2 separate regions of the Rattus norvegicus genome follow, and region 2 is linked to region 1. A link is a contact called in public Hi-C data. All regions are on one chromosome and are shown on one strand. The core of a region is the stretch at or near the end of the contact, and the rest is flanking DNA. Distances in the headings are between cores, read along the strand shown.

Region 1 (5,927 bases), core at 1,165-3,664:
GTGTGTGTGTGTGTGTGTGTGTGTGTGTGTGTGTGTGTGTACTTGTGGAGAGCAGAGGGCAGAGGTCAGTTTCTGCTCTAACTTCACCTCTCTCTCTCTCTCTCTCTCTCTCTCTCTCTCTCTCTCTCTCTCTCTCTCTCTTCCTGTCCCACCCCTCTTTACTATATAGCCCAGGCTAGTTCTGATCTATTGAACTCAAATTTTCTGCCTTAGTCTATTATCTGCTCTTCTATTTTGGGGGTGAAGGGGGCAGATTGGAATGAACTCTAAAGACCTCCTATGTCACATGATTGGCACCTGAAGTCTATGGGGTTCAGCAGCCTAAATGTGTGGTTCCTGATTCAGAGACTCGGAGCCCAGGGAAAATCCCATGACTTGCTCTCAGTCTGGCAGAGGAGTTTGAAACCAATTGTGGTGTGTGTGTGTGTGTGTGTGTGTGTGTGTGTGTGTGTGTGTGTGTATTGACTGTATATGTGTTACTGTCTGTGTAAATGCACATGCTGCCCATGGGTGTGGATGCCGGAGGTCAGCCTTGGGTGCTATTTTACACACACACACACACACACACACACACACACACACACACCCCACCCTCTCATTTCTATTTCCTAGTGCACTGCCTCTAGAGAAGAATTGGGAGGAGTTTTAAGAGAGAGCTGGTAAGAATTGTGTCTAGGTAAAGAATCACTCTGGGATAGGCTGGTATGTAACCTGAGTCACCTTTAAGACTAGGAATGAGGCCCTCTGCCAAGTTATGAAGGTGCTAATACATTCTCGAGAACCAATACTGTCTGCTGAATGTCAAAACCACAGGAAAACTACTACTGTGGGCATGAAAGCACATACCTCTTGCAAAGCTTTTGGGGGTCCCACTTGGGGTCCAATAGTAAAGACATGGAGACATCTGTATAATATAGGGCTCTTGTCTGTTTTCTGGGGCAGTCCCTCAGTTACTCTTCTGCCTGTCCCTGTCTCCTTTCTGTCACCCCCATCCCCACCTGGGTGCCCTGTCCCAACTCCAGCCACCAGCTCTTTCTCATACAAAAAAAGAAACCTATTGGCATAGTGAGAGAGATTATTCTTACTAGTCCGTTAGCAGGACTAGGCCCAGTTTTCATCAGAGCGTTGCCTTTTGGCCAGGCCGGATTGAGGGCTATGTGACCTTCTGTGACCTCCCCTGTGATAATCTCAGAGAATCCTCTTTGGGGGCAGCAGGCTGGCCTTGAATTCACAGAGAACCGCCTGCCTCTGCCTCTTGAGTGCTGGGATTAAAGGTGTGCACCACTACCACTTGGCCACCATAAACATTCCCATACATTCTTGGAGAGAATAGTTATACAAGTGGAACTGCTCTTGGGGCTGGGTTTGGTCTCTCTCTCTCTCTCTCTCTCTCTCTCTCTCTCTCTCTCTCTCTCTCTCTCTCTCATCTCTGTTTGCCCCTACTTAAGGAAGCTTCCAGATGTAGATGAGAGAAGAAACTGGTTTACCCACTAAATAGATTTTAATGTACAGAACCCAGTGTGTGGGATTTCTAATACACTTACTTTTGTGCTTATTTTCCATCTATGGGTCATTGATATACCATAACACCATTCTCTAGATATAAGCAAATAATAATTGTTAGATCGAAACATAGCCCATGCCTGGCTGTCAATAGTGCTTGCCGAATGACTCAAATTAAATCAGGCAGGAAGTGCTAGCATAGGAATGCTCTCCCATTCGGCAGGACTGGAGGGCGCCTGTTCCTCGCCTGGCCACTTCTTTCCTCCTTCTCCTTTGAGGACATCCTTTCCCCCCCCTCCCCCTTCCCTTTGCCCCAGGGCTGATCATTATGTTCCGGAAAAGCTTCAGAGAAGTTAAATATCCATCTAGGAGGCTTTACCTAGCCAGCGTCATTTCCTTCTGATATAGTCTTGCTTTCTGCGTTGCGTTTCCCATGCCTGCCTTTACACCGCAGGGTGTGACAGAGAGTTAGTGATGCTGCTTTCTTTCTTTCTTTTCTTTTTTTTTTTAAGAACCATCTTTTATTGGGGGAGGGGTCATCAATCCTTGGCCGCCGCCTTCCGCATGGCTGCCAGCACGTTGCTCAGCTCCTCCCTCTTTCTCTTGGCGCGGATGTGCGTGCCCACCCTCTTCTTGATAAACTTGAGTGCTCGCTTGTCCTTGGACACCTTGAGCAGCTCCATGGCACGCCGCTGGTAGGGCGCGAAGCCGCACACCTCCCGGATCATATCGCGCACGAACTTGGTGTGCTTGGTGAGGCGCCCGCGGCGGCGGCTGTGTCTCGGCTTGCTGACGTTTTTCGTCACTTTGTGGCCTTTGTTGAGGCCCACGGCCATGGGGTAGCGCAGGGCCATGGCTGCAGCTTTCCGATGGCGGCTGGACAGGAAGTGTGATGCTGCTTTTAAAACGTCACCAGCGTTGGATGATGACAGGAACCGTGTGCTCACATCAGACTCTTCAGTGTTGTGCAGGAAGATAAAACTGTGCTTCTTCCACACGGAGTCAGCCTCCTGTCTGGCTTTCCTGGTCATCCCTTAAAACTCAGGCCAGTGGTCTCCTTGGGACATGCTCACCCGTCTGCTCTGTCTTACTTCACCCCAGAGTAGGTCTGCGTGTGGGTTAGGAATACAGTCATCTTCCACTGTGGTCTGAATGCTTCTGTACCCCCCACCCCACCCCCCACACGCACACAACCCCTATCTTACAGTTTGAAACCTTGGCCTCCAGCGTGGGGCCAAGGTGAGGTTCGGGGAGGAGGCTGGGCCCTGATTGGGACCCCGATGAGATTAATAACTTCCATGGTCTGGGCCTGCTCTGAGTGTCTCTCAAGGGTCTGTGGTCTGAGTGTCTCAAAGGTCCCAGGGCCGCAATGCCGAGAGAAGGTGGGCCTCTTTAAGGCAATGAGCTGGTGCTCTTGGAGGGATTGTGGGAGGCCAGACTTCCTGTTTGACTCTGTGAGCTTTTCCACACATGCAGAAAAAAGAGGCAGATTTTTACATTGTGGTCTCTGTGGCGCTGGTTTGATTTTACTTCTCTGTCAGGTCTGAGGGGACAGAACATAGCAAGCAAAATTAGCCTTTCTAGGTAGATATTGAAGGGCGTAAGGCTTGGGCCCATGTGAGCCAAGCCTCCTGCCTGATGGCCGTGTTGGGGAAGCTTGAGGAAAGGATTCTGGGAAAAACAATGAATGACTAGGCCTTCCAACACTGACCTCGAGTAAGTCCTTGAAAACCTTTCTGAGCCTCTGTTTTCTCACATCAGTATTAATGGAGTTGAACCAGCAAAAAGAGCCCCACTGGGATTTTAAATACTATGTATCTATTTTAGTGTTTAATCTCAAAAAAATAATCTAGAAAAACAAATTGAGCAGATCCAATAACTGAATGTAAATGCTCTTTTTAAATCAGATCCTATGTCCCTAACATTTCTGAGAGATTTAATGGATTTTTCTCCTTTTTTAAAATTGTGGTCATTATCTCTAAATTGTATCTCAGCTTGTAACCTTAACTATATATTAAATACATCTCATAAATGGTCATAGGCTAATACAATAATATCATAGAGATATTTTTAGTTAATTGGAAAGAAAAATTTGAGACAGTTTTGTCTCACCTGAAACCCAAGCTGACCTGATGTTTGTGAATTTCCTGACTCAGCTTCCAATATGCTGAGATTACAGAAATGTATCACCATTTCTTGCTTAAATGTTTTTAGTGGGTGAGATGGGATTTCATGTATCCCAAGCCACAAACTCCTTGTGTAGGTGAATTTCTGATCCCTTGGCTTCTATCTCCTAAGAGCTGGGACCACTGGGATGTGTCACACAGCTGGCTTTAGCCTGAACATCTGATTTCTGAATTTCCATGTGGTTATGATGTCTGCCTGTCAGATTTTTGTGTCTTGGGACAGTTTTGGGAGTACAACCTTCCTAAGGCCCCATATCTACTTTCCCAGGTTTCTTAACATCTGGAAAGTGTTGGGTCTTGGACTTAGAAACCAGAGGCACAAATTTAAGACAGTGAGAAGCAAACCATGGGATGAAGAAGTGAGGTGGGAGGAGCTGGTCTGGTGGGAGCTGAGGAGCTCACAGTCTGTGGGGGCGGGGAGGGGAACGACTCATGTCCAGTGTTTAAAATGGGAACAGCACCCAGCGTCAGCAGCCGTGTGCTTCCAAATAAACTTTAATGAATCCTTTTTCTGGCTTAAATTAGTTACAGAGAGCTCTGTTGCTAGCAACAGAGGACATTGACAGATAAAAGTATATTTCTCAAGTAATCCTCTTTGCAACCAGGATCTAAATAAATCTTTACTTCTAAGCAAAACAACACACACACACAAAAAAAAAAAAAAAAACAAAAGCAAAATATCAAACAAAACAAACAAAAAGCATTTATTCATTCAAAACAATCTTTTGCTCAGATCTGAAAGCTGTACTTCATAAGGCACAGTGGGGTCTCTAAGAGCCCAAATTGCCTTAGAGCTGACATTGGGTCTGGGAAGATGACAGAGTAGCCGTGCCTATAAATCAGGAGTCGTCCTGGTTTACACCACGGAGTCCTCCCTGTGGCCGTGGGGGTTGGTGCAGTCCTTTTTCCTAAGGGTGAGAGATAGGCAGCTTGCCAAAGCTAAGGCACTTGTCCAAGGCACCGGCTGGAGGTGGCAGAGCCAAGGGCTCCTTAGCTCCTTAGACCAGCCATTCCTGGCCACGTAGAGAACCTCATTCATGTCCTTCATGCTCCTCCCTCTGGGTGCAAAGCTGGATGCCAGTGGTCACAGTGAAACCAGTAAAGATGTCAGACTCCTCTCTTGCTCGCTTTAAAGATACAAAACCGAGTCCACAATGCGGATCCCAGCTTTCCCTCCATGTCCTCTGGCGAGGTTAGACGGGAGGGGGGGGGGGCAGAACTTTCTGAGAGGCTGTTTGTGATACTAAGCAGCAACGCCTCCTTCCAACCCCTGCCACACCCTTGCCCCTACCCCCCACCGACGACTGTCACATAACTCTGTGTGTGTGTGTGTGTGTGTGTGTGTGTGTGTGTGTGTGTGTGTGTTGTCTGGATAGCAGTGCTGCACAAGACCCAGGAGGGGTTGATCCTCAGAATTAAGGAGGAAGAGGAGGGAGGAGGAAGAAGGAAGGAGGAAGGAAGAAAGGAAGGAAGGAAGGAAGGAAGGAGGGAAGAAGGAAGGAAGGAAGGAAGGAAGGAGGGAAGGAGGAAGGAAGAAAGGAAGAAAGGAAGGAAGGAAGGAGGAAGGAAGGAAGGAAGGAGGAAGGAAGGAAGGAAGGAGGAAGGAAGGAAGGAAGGAAGGGGGAAGGAAGGAGGGAAGGAAGGAAAGAAGGAAGGAAGGAAGGAAGGGGGGAAGGAGGAAGGAAGGAGGAAGGAAGGAAGGAAGGAGGAAGGAAGGAAGGAAGGAGGAAGGAAGGAAGGAAGGAGGAAGGAAGGAAGGAGGAAGGAAGGAGGAAGGAAGGAAGGGGGGAAGGAGGAAGGAAGGGGGGAAGGGGAAGGAAGGAGGAAGGAAGGAAGGAAGGAGGAAGGAAGGAAGGAAGGAGGAAGGAAGGAAGGAGGAAGGAAGGGGGGAAGGAGGAAGGAAGGAAGGAAGGGAGGAAGGAGGAAGGAAGGAGGGAAGGACAGAGGAAGGAAGGAGGAAGGAAGGAAGGAAGGACGGAGGAAGGAAGGAGGGAAGGAAAGAAGGAAGGAAGGAAGGAAGGAAGGAAGGAAGGAAGGAAGGAAGGAAAGTAGGTCTTTTTTTCCAGTGCTGGAGGTGGGGGTGGGGTGTGACAGTGTGTGTGTGAGGTGTGGAGACAGATATATCCTTGGGACACACTGGCCAGCCATTTTGACGGATGAGCCCCTGTTTCCCAGTAGAGGAAGACATCAGACATTGATCTCTGCCTTTCACTCAGGCATTTCCACACACCCACCGGA
Region 2 (5,736 bases), core at 848-3,347, 63 kb after region 1:
TGGGTCATGAAACAGACAAGAACACCTGCACTGGGGGTTAAACTAAACCACCGAGCATGCCAGCGAAACAGGCCTCTGAGTGCCTGTGACGCGCTGGACTTGGGGTTAATGGTGATTATTTTTCCCAGTGAGAACCCCTAAACCAAGACAAAATGAACAGCAAATCTAGAAGCTAATTTCCAGTTCCTGTCAGCCTGTCACTTTGCTATTTTAAACAGGGTTCAGGGCTAGAGAAATAGTTTAGTTGGTAAAGCACTTCTCATGAGGACTTGAGTCCAGTTCCCAGGACCCGTGTATAAAAGTTAGGTCAGGGCATATGCTTGTAGCCCAGAGCTGTGGAAGCAGAAGCACCGGGGGTCTCTGGGTCTTGCCGGTCAGTCAGCCTGTTAGGAATGTTAGGCCCGCTAGAGACCCTGACTCGGAAATAAACCAGGTGAATGGCTCCTGAGATATGGCATGAAGGTTGGCTGTGGTCTCAACATATACAAACACATATGTGCACATACATCCAGATAGGAACATGCATGCACATGAAACAACAGGGTTTGAAATCTACTTTAAATTCAGTTAAGTGGCATAAAAATACAGAGGTGGGGATGTCGCAGATGAGTGCGGTTGCCCTCGAGGCAGCCGGTCTAGAGTGGTTGGAAGCCACGTGCTCAGACTCAGATGAATACTAGCTTTGCTTTTCATTTTGTGATGTTAAATCAGGCTTAAGTTTCTTTTAAAAAAATTAATAGTTAAGCTACAGGGAAACGCTCAGACTTAGCACCCTGTTCGGAAGGTAAAAACACCAAGTTAGAAGTTCTTTTGCTAAAGTGGAGATGAGTCAGGTAACCTTTGATCTAGACCCTGTTCTGTCAGTAACTACTGCAAAAGACCTAGAAGCCACTCTGGGCTTTTTCTCTGAAGAGAGAAGGTGCTGGGCTAGACCATTGCTTATATCAGGGATGGGCACTCCCTGGAACCTGCCATGATGCCCGATCCCCTTTTAACAAGTGGAAGTGCTTTGTATTCACAGTGTTGGCTAGAAGGCTATGAGTGTGTGCATGCACACACATGACATATACATACATAGATACACACACAGAGACATATACACTCTACACACAGAGAGGCATATGCACTTATACACACACAGAGACACAGGCACAGGTACAAACACAGAGACATGGAGATGTATGTACATACATGCACAGACACATATGCACAACATTCATACACACAGTGAGGCCATTCTGATTTAGTGAGGCCTTACAACTGGTGTTTGAAAAATACTCCCCAGATGATTCTAACATGCAACCAGGCTTTAAAAACCCTGGACTGTTGCCTTCTACACTGCCCTCCAGACTAGAGGACCCATGAGTTTTTTTCCCCACTAATTAACATTTCATTCACTATAAAATGGGTCAAAGGATAGATGGGTAACCTATAAAAGATCAGATTCCAAGTGTATATGATTTACAGAGCAAATTTGCGGGTGCCCCTCCCCCAGCTTCAGAAGGCTTTCCTAGAAGGGAGAAACTGATTAAAATATTCTTATTTTATATTGTACAATTTTTGGATAATGGCTGGCAGTAAATATTGTGTTTCAGGCCAAGTTTCCGCCGCACAAACTGGTTTGAGCCGGTGGGCTCTGAGTACAAACAGGTTATGCAAAGAGTTGGTGTGATTGACCTGTCTCCGTTTGGCAAGTTCAACATCAAAGGCCAAGATTCCACCCAGCTTCTGGATCATCTCTGTGCAAATGTCATTCCCAAGGTAAATAGACAAGGTCCAGGATTCTGACCTGGTCCTTTAAAAAAAAACCCAGATCCAACCTTCTTTGACTCCATGTATTCCAAGCGGATGCTAGAACACTTCAAGGGACCTCCTGGAGTGTGCAACTGAAATTTCTGTGGAGTAGACTGTCATCTAGGAAATCAATGACTTCCCTTAACGTGCCAATGAGATCCCAAAAGCTGATTGTAGTTAAATTAGTATGTTGTTGTTCTTTGATTATTACACGTATTTTATCTATGTGTGTCACGCATGTAGAGGTCAGAGGACAACTTGCAAAAGTCTTTCTTTTTGACCTGTGGGTTCCAGGGATTGAGTTTTGGGTGGCTTTGGCCAAAAGTGCCCTTACTTCAGTGCCATCTTCCCAGTCCTGAAGTACCATTTCTAGGGCAAACAATCTCGTATGATTGTTTAAATGGGAAATTTAAATAGATCTTTGGTTTAGTTCATCTACTTGACATGAATGGTAAGAGGTGAGGCTTTTCATGGTCCCCACAACTAACATGTGTGCGAAGAAGCTTAATTCATCCTCAAGTGATTTTAAATTCTTTTGTGCAGGTGGGTTTTACAAACATAAGTCACATGTTGACGCCCAGAGGTCGAGTGTACGCTGAGCTGACTGTTTCCCACCAATCTCCTGGGGAGTTCCTGTTGATTACTGGCTCTGGGTCGGAACTTCACGATCTTAGGTAAATGGACATCCAGTGAAATGATTTTGTCCAGGTGACCCAGTGGCCCAACCTTATACAGTTTTTCTTGTGCTAGTATTCTCGTTTCATTCTGTTGCTGTGATGAAATGCTGTGACAAAAACAGTTTAGGGGAGAAAGGCACAGACTTCAGTTTGCGGTTTCAGGTTACAATCCATCATGGTGGGGAAGTCAAGGCAAGAATGGGAGCTTCAGGCGGCTAGTCACATTGCAGCTGCAGCCAGAAACAGGGAGAAATGAATGTGGGCACGGTGACTTGCTTGGTTTGTCCACTGTCATACAGTGGTGGATGCTCTCTTTGTGGGGAATGGTGCTGCCTGTGGTCCCCCTGCATGGGGAATGGCACCACCATGATGGGATGACTCTTCCTACTCTATTTAATTTAATGAAGGCAGTGCCCCACAGACACGTATACAGGCTACCATTCCCCATGGAGATTCTTCCCATAGATGATTCTGGATTGTGTCAAGTTGACAAAGATGCATCATGGGAGCTGGAGAGATGGCTTACCTGTTGCCAGCACTGGCTGCTCTTTCAGAGGACCTGGGTTTGATTCTCAGCACCCAGGTGGAGGCTCATAGCCGTGTTAACTCTAGCTCCAGAGGATCTGACGTCTTCCTCTGGCCTCCAGGGGTACAAGTACATGCATGGTGCTCAAACATACATGTAGGCAGAACATGCCCACATATAAATAAAACAAAATAGAAAAGAGATACACAGTACTTACAGAACAACTTTCTTTTTAAATTAAAAAGTCTCTCTCTGTCTCTGTCTCTGTCTCTCTCTGTGTCTCTCTCTCTCTCTCTCTCTCTCTCTCTCTCTCTCTCTGTGTGTGTGTGTGTGTGTGTGTGTGTGTGTGTGTGTGTGTACAGATGCCTGAAGAGGCCATAATTGGGCATCAGACCCCATGGAGTTGGAGTCACAGGTAGCTGTGAACATACCTGGGTGCTGAGAACCGTACTCCAGTTCCCCACAAGAGCTTTAATTCTCTTAATCACTGAGTCATCTCTCTAGTCCCCAACTTTAATTCTTAAACCTCATCAATGTGCATAAACCTCATGTGGTTTATAGGACTGTTTGAAGCAAAAGACCCCGCCCCCTCCACAAGGTGCCCTACCCAGTGGTTTTCTGATTCTGATAATCTTAACTCTTATTTATTAAACACCATCAATGAACCAGAACTCCTTGTAGACACGACCTCAATTAATTCTCTTAAGATTGTGCAGGGGCAGGGGAGGTGCGGACTTCGCAAGCCAGAGTTCAGACTCCTCAGCAACCATATGATGGGACATAGGCACAGTGGCTTGCAGGTAATCCCAGCACTTAGAAGCAGAGACAGGACATCTCTAGAGCAAGCTGGCCAGCCAGGCTATCTGAGTAGGCAAGCTTTGGGTTCAGGTGAGAGGCCGGGCCTCAAAATAGCAAAGTGAAGTGCTGTCTTAGTTAGGGTTTTCCTACTGTGAACAGACACCATGACCAAGGCAACTCTTCTAAAGAACACTATTTAATTGGGGCTGGCTTACAGGTTCAGAGGTTCAGTCCATTATCATCAAGGTGAGAACATGGTAGTGCCCAGGCAGATGTGGGAGCTGGAGGAGCCGAAAATTCTACAGCTTGATCCAAAGGCACACAGGAGATTGACTTCTGCGTGGCCAGAGGAGGGTCTCAAAGGCCATCCCCACAGTGACACACCTACTCCAACAAGGCCACACCTCCTAATAGTGCCACTCCCTGGGCCAAGCATATCTAAATCACCACACGTGCCATCAAGGAAGATACTCAGTGTCAACCTTCGCCTCTGCATACTTACAACATGTGTACATATATGTACGCCCCACATACCAATGGGCTAAATAAGAAGAGTTTGTCATTTATCCTCATTTGGAGATGAGGAAACAGGTGTGGATTAAAGTTACCTGCTCAAGTCAGCGTGACTGAGTAAGGTGCCACACTGGGCTAGCTTCAGCCGGCTAACTCCCCTGTGCACACTGGCTCACAGCTAAACTGCTGACCTGCCTTACTTGGACCTCCATTCTGCTGTGAAGTCTCCACCTTTTCAGTCTAGTATCCCCAAAGTGTGTGGTGATTCTTATTTAATCAAGGTCTGGCTCAGGTTTTCACCGGAGCGGTAGAATTATGGAAATCTGGTGATCAAGTGCAGGGGTGTGGAGGTCACCTTAACCATTGAGCCTCTTCTCAACTAGGGGAACACTGTGATAGACTTGCAGAGTTGCAGGGACAGCTCAATAAATTACAGCCTGGCCCGAGAGTTGCCTTCCAAAAACTCATCAAAACTTAGAAATTGAGACTGGAGTTTTTCCTCTTTTCCTTGTGATTGTCAGAGCAATTACATGTCTGGTGGCAGGTGCATTATTAATGGCTAGCAGCACAAGGATGCATCTTGTGTACAGGTATTGAAGCAAATTCAGATTTAAATTAATTTTTGAAAATGGGACCATTAGTTTAAATGCAACTGAACCATCATTATTTATAACTGTGGCAAAGCTCGTTTAAACTGGAAGATTCTAGTTACTGGGAAGAATCCCCTCCCAAGTCTTAAGTGGGCCATTTACATCTAGGGAACTCAGGTCTTTAACCTTCAGAGTGAGAAGGCTACATGCCCCGACCCTCTAGGGACTTTCTGATAATTCCAAACTTGAAGGCTTCAGAGACATAATATGTTAGAAACATGTATTATTCAAGTGACATTTACCCAGGGCTTATGACCCCAATGCAGATGGATTGAAGAAGCAGCCGTCAGAGGTGGCTATGATGTGGAAATTCGAAACATAACCGATGAGCTTGGGGTCCTGGGAGTAGCAGGGCCATATGCAAGGAGAGTCCTTCAGAAGCTGACCTCAGAAGATCTCAGTGATGATGTCTTCAAGTTTCTTCAAACCAAGTCTTTAAAGATCTCTGACATTCCTGTCACTGCTATCAGGATCTCCTATACTGGTAAGAGTGGGGAAACAAGCTAACGTAAGGAAAGGCTACCAGAGATGGGACACACACTCACTGCAGACTGCCACACACTGTCACACTCACAGTGCATCACACACATACACACACACAAAACCATACACACTCACACACACACACACACTGCAGATTGCCACACACTGCCACACTTACAGTGCATCTCTCTTTCTCTCTCTCTCTCTCTCTCTCACACACACACACACACACACACTGCAGATTGATTGCCACACACTGCCACACTTGACAGTGCATCACACACATACATACACA

What was found. Hi-C and Micro-C count contacts between places; a contact is called where the count stands out from the background.
Region 2: a Hi-C map of liver shows a contact between it and region 1, with 2.7 times the contacts expected there. The contact joins the enhancer-like site here to the promoter of Rpl36l7 in region 1. A contact is called at or near these places in 8 of 12 Hi-C or Micro-C datasets (the A7r5 cell line, the Rat2 cell line, frontal cortex and 3 more).

Annotation. Positions count from the first base shown.
Region 1 is chr2:26,616,840-26,622,766 of GRCr8, forward strand. Rpl36l7 (ribosomal protein L36 like 7) reads right to left here and starts at 2,415. Exons shown (of 1, transcript XM_039103453.2): 1 at 1,985-2,415. The coding sequence starts at 2,357. The coding sequence ends at 2,043.
Region 2 is chr2:26,680,139-26,685,874 of GRCr8, forward strand. Dmgdh (dimethylglycine dehydrogenase) reads left to right here. Exons shown (of 16, transcript NM_139102.2): 10 at 1,596-1,761; 11 at 2,338-2,468; 12 at 5,225-5,442. Among named protein-coding and RNA genes, the nearest start is that of Dmgdh, 35 kb to the left of the region's middle. Within about 2 kb of position 2,098, at least 2 of the 93 cell types and tissues checked have an H3K27ac peak or open chromatin away from gene starts, as enhancers often do. A contact at or near this core is called in hepatocytes and liver, where this site is marked.